Regions from separate parts of the Rattus norvegicus genome. Here region 1 is linked to region 2. A link is a contact called in public Hi-C data. All regions are on one chromosome and are shown on one strand. Each heading gives the region's core, a stretch centred on a gene start, on an enhancer-like site or on the middle of the called end of the contact. The rest is flanking DNA. Distances are from core to core; before and after follow the strand shown. Region 1 has its middle 37 kb from the start of Or10j5. Region 2 has its middle 8.0 kb from the start of Crp.

What was found. A called contact is a pair of places that touch in the nucleus more often than the background predicts.
Region 1: a Hi-C map of liver shows a contact between it and region 2, with 4 times the contacts expected there. The contact joins two enhancer-like sites. A contact is called at or near these places in 3 of 12 Hi-C or Micro-C datasets (kidney and liver).

What each region holds. Positions count from the first base shown.
Region 1 is chr13:87,997,491-88,001,547 of GRCr8, reverse strand. No RefSeq gene overlaps it. Among named protein-coding and RNA genes, the nearest start is that of Or10j5, 37 kb to the right of the region's middle. Within about 2 kb of position 1,822, at least 1 of the 93 cell types and tissues checked has an H3K27ac peak or open chromatin away from gene starts, as enhancers often do. A contact at or near this core is called in liver, where this site is marked.
Region 2 is chr13:87,700,151-87,703,882 of GRCr8, reverse strand. No RefSeq gene overlaps it. Among named protein-coding and RNA genes, the nearest start is that of Crp, 8.0 kb to the right of the region's middle. Within about 2 kb of position 1,967, at least 1 of the 93 cell types and tissues checked has an H3K27ac peak or open chromatin away from gene starts, as enhancers often do. A contact at or near this core is called in liver, where this site is marked.

The DNA.
Region 1 (4,057 bases), core at 573-3,072, 300 kb before region 2:
TCCCCACCCCCTTACCTGCTCCCCTGACTCCCTTACCTGTACTTTTTACTGTCTGTGACTTCACTTGCTCGTGGTTCAAAACATCAGAAAACAAGTTCCAGCAACAAACAACTCCTAGGTTTTAAACTGAGCACCGTTCTGAGCACCGTGATGTAATCCCTTGCTCTCTTACCCAAGCCCACCCATGTCTCGAACAGCATATCTACACTGTAGATGCTACCCCTCACTAGTCACCTACTAGCCATCCAATGAATTGCTGGGGTATTTCCGTACTTACGCTCATGAGTCTCCTACTGTACTTGATCATGGCCCCAAGGAAGAGGATTAATGACACCTAGAATGCAGACACACCCCGAAAGATCCAGAAGATGCTTTCTTTTAACTGAAATGTTAATATGCTACAATATTTTGACAGAAAGACTACACTCATGTGACTATTATCACAGTACACTATCATTGTTTCATTGATTATTCTTGTTAATCTCTTACTGAGCCTAATTTACAAATTAAGCCTCATAGTATTATGTGTGTGAAAGAAAAAAAGACAGACTTGGGAACTATTGATGGGTTCCCCAGGCACCCACTCCCCCAGTCTTTAACACACATCATATGGATAACAGGGAAAGTGGTATGTGTTAAAATCTGTCTACAAAGGAATCTGTCTACCAGACAACCAACTTAAAACACCAGTATTATTGTAAACACTTCTTCAGAGAATAAAAATGAAAGAACTTTTCCCAATTTATTTGTTCAGAACATCACCTAACGGCAGATACTGACAAGGAATGCTACAATGTGGGAGCTGAGTAATGCCTCAACAATTATGTTCTATTTATTCTAGGAATAAAAAAAATGGGGTGAACACTTTAAAATCAATCAACTTAATTCACCACAATTACAGAAATGAAAAGAAAACCATATCATCATCTCAACAGATACAGAAATCTAGCATCCATTCGTAATGATGAAACGGGTATCACTCCAACCCCAGAAGAGAGTTCTGCAAATGCATTGTAGAGCATTGATTTATTCTGCGGTATCATTCTGCCTGTACAAAATATATTTTGGCTTATTCCCTAATTCTCTGCTCCTTGGGGTAATAAAGAGCTGATTAATGGAGAACTTAATAACTGTACACAAAAGCCCTCTGTGAGGGGCAGTCGTTTCACGAGCTCAACAAGGCATTTAAAAATTAACTGAATGTAACAGGCGACTTGAAACACAAGCAACACAAAAAGAAGCTCCAGAAAGAAAAGGACAAGATCCTGATAACGATGCAATTCAAATGCCAGTCACATTTGTTTCTCGGAGCTTTGGACAAAGCTTGGTGACATTAAAGCACTTCACTCTAGGGTTCAGAGGTGAACTCTATTGTACTGATTTTAAAATACCAGCACTGGAGATTTATCTTAGATACATGCAAGACACAGAAAGGTAGACAGTTAATTACTTCCACAAAGAGCTAGCTGGTCTTATAAAAGTGAAAAAAGAACTAATTTGGGGGAGGAAAGACCCCAATGGCAAGGGACGATAAAGGGAGTGAGTATGTACAAAGACTATGAGATACATGTCTCATGTTGTCATGAAGACTTGCTGTGTATGCTAACTGACATTTTTCAATTAAAAAGAATAAGAATAAAATAGAAGCGTTGTTTTGGAACTCATTTCAATAAGAGAGGTATACCCCTTCCCCAGGACAGGTTGGGATGACCCAGTGCAAACCATTCCCGATATAGTTTTCCTTACCAGGCCTATCTATGGGCTCAGAGCCCAGCAAGTCCTAAAGAAGGCTTTAAAAGCAAACACCAGCAAGCACTGGGGTAGACAAAGTTTTGGTGGTTTTGGAACCAGTATTTCAACCTCATTGTGTAAGCCGCATTCCCCAGTTCTGGGTCTAATGAGGTCCATTCCATGTCCTTGCACTACGCATCAAAAGAAAGGGGCTCGCAGATAGGAAGTCAGGTACCGCTCAACAGCAAATTAAATTTCTGCAGCTTTCTCCAGCTGTAGAACCAACTTCACCTGGTAATCAATGTATTCTCTAGGGACTAAAAACCTCTTCCTGAGCGTGTTTAAGAAGAGAAAGGCAGAAAAATATTTACCCAACAAAATGTCAGGGGAGGAAAACAGAGATCGGATCATTTTATTAACTGTTTCTTTCCCCCCTAATATCATGCATCCTCTATGGTAACCCCTGCAAACGCCAAGACCAGAAACCCTGCAGGCATGGATGGCACGGCAACCTGGAAAGGTGCTAAGGGCCTTACCCTTAAAGTGGGAGAATCTATCATTGAGCTCAGATCTTGCAGGGTCTCCATGACTGGGTGAGACGTGCAAGGGATTATAGTGTATCAATAATTTGTGAACGATTTTTTAGTTCTCTTCTCAGGTGCCAAGAGTTTGAGATTCTCAAATGTAGGAAGAGATGACCTTTGGCTGACAAATCGATGGTAGTTAATTATTAAAAAGTACCATTACAGCCTGTATCCCAACCTTCAGGGGCGTACATTCCAGTAATGAGAAGAGATCCAGAATCATTCGAAAGCATTCGTATCAGAAAACGGCCAGAATGTAGATGGGTGTAACTTATTAATAACTCACTGTACCAGGAGCCCAGATTTGGAGCCCGTTGTTTCTCACCCAAAGAATAGGTCCTCTTGGCTTCTTGTATCATGGCCTGTTCTCTTAAATCCTAGGAGGGAAGCCCCGGGTTCGTTCGTTCTCTCTCTCTCTCTCTCTCTCTCTCTCTCTCTCTCTCTCTCTCTCTCTCTCTCTCTCTCTCTCTCTGGCTCCCACCCTCTCTCTCAGTCTCTCTTCCTAGTGCTTGCTGCCTGCTCGCAGTTATGTTTCAGGATTGCTAGCACAAAGAAATGTACAGCCCGCCACTCTATCAGAAGCCTACACTTCCTCTGCACTGTCCGTTAATGATCAGTTCTCCCTCGGCCTTCCGCCCATCATTTCATCAGAGTTCTTTTTTTTTTTTTTTTTTTTGGTTCTTTTTTTCGGAGCTGGGGACTGAACCCAGGGCCTTGCGCTTGCTAGGCAAGCGCTCTACCACTGAGCTAAATCCCCAACCCCTCATCAGAGTTCTTTTTTTTTTTTAATTTTATTTTTTTTTTATTAACTTGAGTATTTCTTATATACATTTCAAGTGTTATTCCCTTTGCCGGTTTCCGGTCAAAATCCCCCTCCCCCCTCCCCTTCCTTATGGGTGTTCCCCTCCCAACCCTCCCCCCATTGCCGCCCTCCCCCCATAGTCTAGTTCACTGGGGGTTCAGTCTTAGCAGGACCCAGGGCTTCCCCTTCCACTGGTGCTCTTACTAGGATATTCATTGCTACCTATGGGGTCAGAGTCCAGGGTCAGTCCATATATAGTCTTTAGGTAGTGGCTTAGTCCCTGGAAGCTCTGGTTGCTTGACATTGTTGTACTTTTGGGGTCTCGAGCCCCTTCAAGCTCTTCCAGTTCTTTCTCTGATTCCTTCAATAGGGGACCTATTCTCAGCTCAGTGGTTTGCTGCTGGCATTCGCCTCTGTATTTGCTGTATTCTGGCTGTGTCTCTCAGGAGCGATCTACATCCGGCTCCTGTCGGTCTGCACTTCTTTGCTTCATCCATCTTGTCCAATTGGGTGGCTGTATATGTATGGGCCACCTGTGGGGCAGGCTCTGAATGGGTGTTCCTTCAGTCTCTGTTTTAATCTTTGCCTCTCCCTTCCCAGCCAAGGGTATTCTTTTTCCTCATTTAAAGAAGGAGTGAAGCATTCACATTTTGATCATCCGTCTTGAGTTTCGTTTGTTCTAGGGATCTAGGGTAATTCAAGCATTTGGGCTAATAGCCACTTATCAATGAGTGCATACCATGTATGTCTTTCTGTGATTGGGTTACCTCACTCAGGATGACATTATCCAGTTCCAACCATTTGCCTACGAATTTCATAGACTCGTTGTTTTTGATAGCTGAGTAATATTCCATTGTGTAGATGTACCACATTTTCTGTATCCCTTCAACAGAGGAAGGCATCTCGGTTCTTTCCATTTTCTGGCTATTATAAATAAGGC
Region 2 (3,732 bases), core at 718-3,217:
TCCCTCTACCTTGACCTTAAATGTGCCACAGTCAGGATATTTCAGCTGGTAAACGATTTTCCAAAATTGCCCCCTTGGAGCCATGAATCAAAGCTCTAAGAGCAAAGAGAGTAAGATAAATCACAAAATGAGAGATCGATATGGGTTATTTATTAACGACTCCATGGTACAGGCTGGAGCTCCAGAAGCTGTATGTGGCATTGCCTGGTAAATTAGGACAGTCACATCCTGGGAAGAGACATAAAATATGGCAGGGAGGAGACTTTGTTCACAAAGGAAACCATTTAGCATTGCTTAGCGTAATGAAAAATTAGAAAATTGGGCACATTTAAGAAAACGGTATACACCGTCACCCTCTAAACAGAATGGAAGGGCCATTTAAAATGTTAGCTGCAAACTTTATGGTACAACATGGCAAACGTTTATAATTAGAAAGGAGAAAAAACATAAGATACTGCATGTAAAGAAGTAAATACTTTAGGGGAAAGGCAGTAATGCCAGAAGATAATGTGCTCCTATTGTGAGAGCAGAATTAGGTAGGATTTTCTCCTCCAACATTTCCATAATGTGCTTTAGTGCTACTAAAATGAGTGTGTGTGTGTGTGTGTGTGTGTGTGTGTGTGTGTGTGTGTGCATGTAATTAGAATCGCGGAAAGAGGGAATGCAGATGAGAGTCCTCGAGGCTCCAGAAACTAGTGTTTCGTTTTATGAGTAAGAATCCCAGTCTGGACGGACATTTATTTGACTTTGCACCCGATTGACTAAACCAGAGAATAGCATCAGCGAGACAGCATCCTTAAGATACAGGCATAAAATGAATATCCTAGTAAGAGCACCAGTGGAAGGGGAAGCCCTGGGTCCTGCTAAGACTGAACCCCCAGTGGACTAGATTGTTGGGGGGAGGGCGGCAAGGGGGGGAGGATGGGGAGGGGAACACCCATAAAGAAGGGGAGGGGGGAGGGGGATGTTTGCCCGGAAACTGGAAAAGGGAATAACACTCGAAATGTATATAAGAAATACTCAAGTTAATAAAAAAAAAAAAGATACAGGCATAAAAGTATTTTAAAATATGTAAATTCCATTCTAAAGGATTGTGAGATCATGTAAAAAAATGAATCAAGGGGCTGGGGATTTAGCTCAGTGGTTAGAGCGCTTACCTAGGAAGCACAAGGCCCTGGGTTCGGTCCCCAGCTCCGAAAAAAAGAACCAAAAAAAAAAATGAATCAAACTAATTTATCATGGTCTCATCACAGTTTTTCATTGATATTCAATGAGGAATTGGTAGCATTTCTCCATTGACTGACTAAAAAATTCAGATGTTGATTAACATATTCCAACCACACAACCAAAAAAAAATCACTATAAAAATAGTAGTCTGCTTATAGAATGGTTTCTTTTTAATAGTGAATCGTTAAATTTTCTTTTTAAATTGTCCTTTCCAAAGGACTTCTTACACCAGATTTTTTTTAAAAAGATGTGACTGGCTTGGTGTAATTGCTTCAGAAATTTAGCCCTTCCTCTCTTTTTGCCCACTTGCCCAATAAAAGAGATATACATTATGAAAACAGAAAAGGATTTTATGGAAAATAATACTTGAACAAAAAAAATATGTTTTCCCAGTGTGGAAATTGCTTTATTATTAACATCTGGGCTCTGCAGACAAGTCAATAAAATACAGCCTCCAACACTGGGAATGGATGCTGGAAAAATTATTGATTTCATGGAATCCACAACACCTCCAAAATTTGAACTACCTCCAAAATGGATATGCTGAACAAACCTTTAAAATGAAAGGGGGAGGAAGGGAGGGAGGGAGGGAGGGAGAGAGAGAGAAAGAGAGAGAGAGAGAGAGAGAGAGAGAGAGAGAGAGAGAGAGAGAGAGAGAGTCCCTGTGAACCAGTTAACAATCCCTGCTGGTTCCCAGCAGCTGCTGACACAGCTCTGTAACTGTTGGAATCATTTCAGGGAGCGTCGGGTACAATAAATCAGCCTCCAATGTGACCTGACCCTTCCCTCGGGCAGGTCGGCAGGAACCTCCTCTCTTTTCCTTAGAGTTTGTGATGATTCATAAAAAATATGTAAGGATCTGAGCTTTCCTAGACACCTTGGCATGTAGGATTCTCCCTGATTTAAAGCCTCTGTAGATGAGAGAAACACCCCAAAGTGCAGCAATCTGAGTAACAGTCTTCGGGAAAAGAAAAACACCCTGAGGCAAGGCAGGATGTTTGTCAATTCTGTGCAGCTTTATTGAATAAATAACATGAAAAACACCTGGCTGTCACTTTATTTGATCCTGGAGCAGCCTAGAATTCCTAGACCCCTGGAATCTTCTCAAAGCCACCAATCGACAAGAATAGCGGTACCCCATCCTCCACAGTGGACGACTTCGCTACACACTGGAATTATTTGAGCAAATTTATAAACATCGGCACCTGGGTCTCGTCACCGGAGACTCTAGTGTCATGATCTGGGTGAAGCCTTGGCTGTTAGGTCTTTGAAAGCTGGCCAGGTAACTCTAGCTGGCACCTAGAGTTGAGATCTACTGGTATGGAAGTCTCCACCATTCTGTGTCTGTGGAGAAGGCTTCATGGTAAGGCGTTGTCTGAGGCATTGATAATCTGGGGCAGAGAGTGGGTATTCCAGGTTGGAGAAGAATTTAACAGTGTGCCATGAGTATAGTCAGCCTAATGCTGTCTTAACATTGAGGCTGGATAGATAAGAACAAGACTTAGAATGGGGGTCTAGCTTGACTAGCAAGAGTGCTTGCCTTGCACAGGCTCTCAAGCTTGATACCCAGCACCAATCAAGGTAAAGTACCACATACACCTGTAACCCCAGAAATCAGAAGTTAACGGTCATCCTTGGTTATACTGTGATACTGAGGCTTAGGATGCAAAATACCCTGTCTCAAGAAAAACAAAAATTAAGTATGGGGGCTCCCTAAAGAAAGACACTTATCCCCATACCCCACTCTCCTTCCACTGTGGGCACAAGGGCAGGGGATAAGCCATGAGTAGTCAGAGGCTAAGAAAATTGATTAACCTCCTCAGACCTTGGTTTCTTTACATATAAAACAAAAATTAGCCGGGCATGATGGCACATACCTTTAACTCAGAGAGAGAAAAAAAAAAAAAAAGCAGGAAAATCTCTGTGAGTTTGAGGCCAACTTAATCTATGTAGTGAGTTCCAAGCCTAAAATAAATAAATAAATAAATAAATAAATAAATAAATAAATAAATAAATAAATATAAAAAAGGTAAGTACTCTGGCTCCTACAATCCATCAGGAGAACACGCCCCTCAAAATCAACTAAGGAGAGCTCGAAGGGGCTCTCAGAGATGGAAACTACAATCATGGCGCCTTCATGGGTCTGAGCTAAGGCCTCTGCATATATATTATGATTTATTTTGTGGGACTCCTTACAACGGGAGTGTGGCATGTCTCTGACCCTTTCACCTGCTCTTGGTACCTTTTCCCTCCTACCGGTTTGCCTGGTCCAACCTTGATACGAGAGTTTGTGCCTAGTCTTACTGTAATGTGTTATGCTGTGTTGGGTTAATGTATCTGGGAGGCCTGCTCTTTTCTGAAGGATCTGGGGAAGGCTGGGAGGAGTGAAGGGAGAGGAAGCTGTGGTCGGGATGTAATATATGAGAGAAGAATGAATACATAGGTGTTCATACATATATATATATATATATATATATATATATATATATATATATATATATTAAA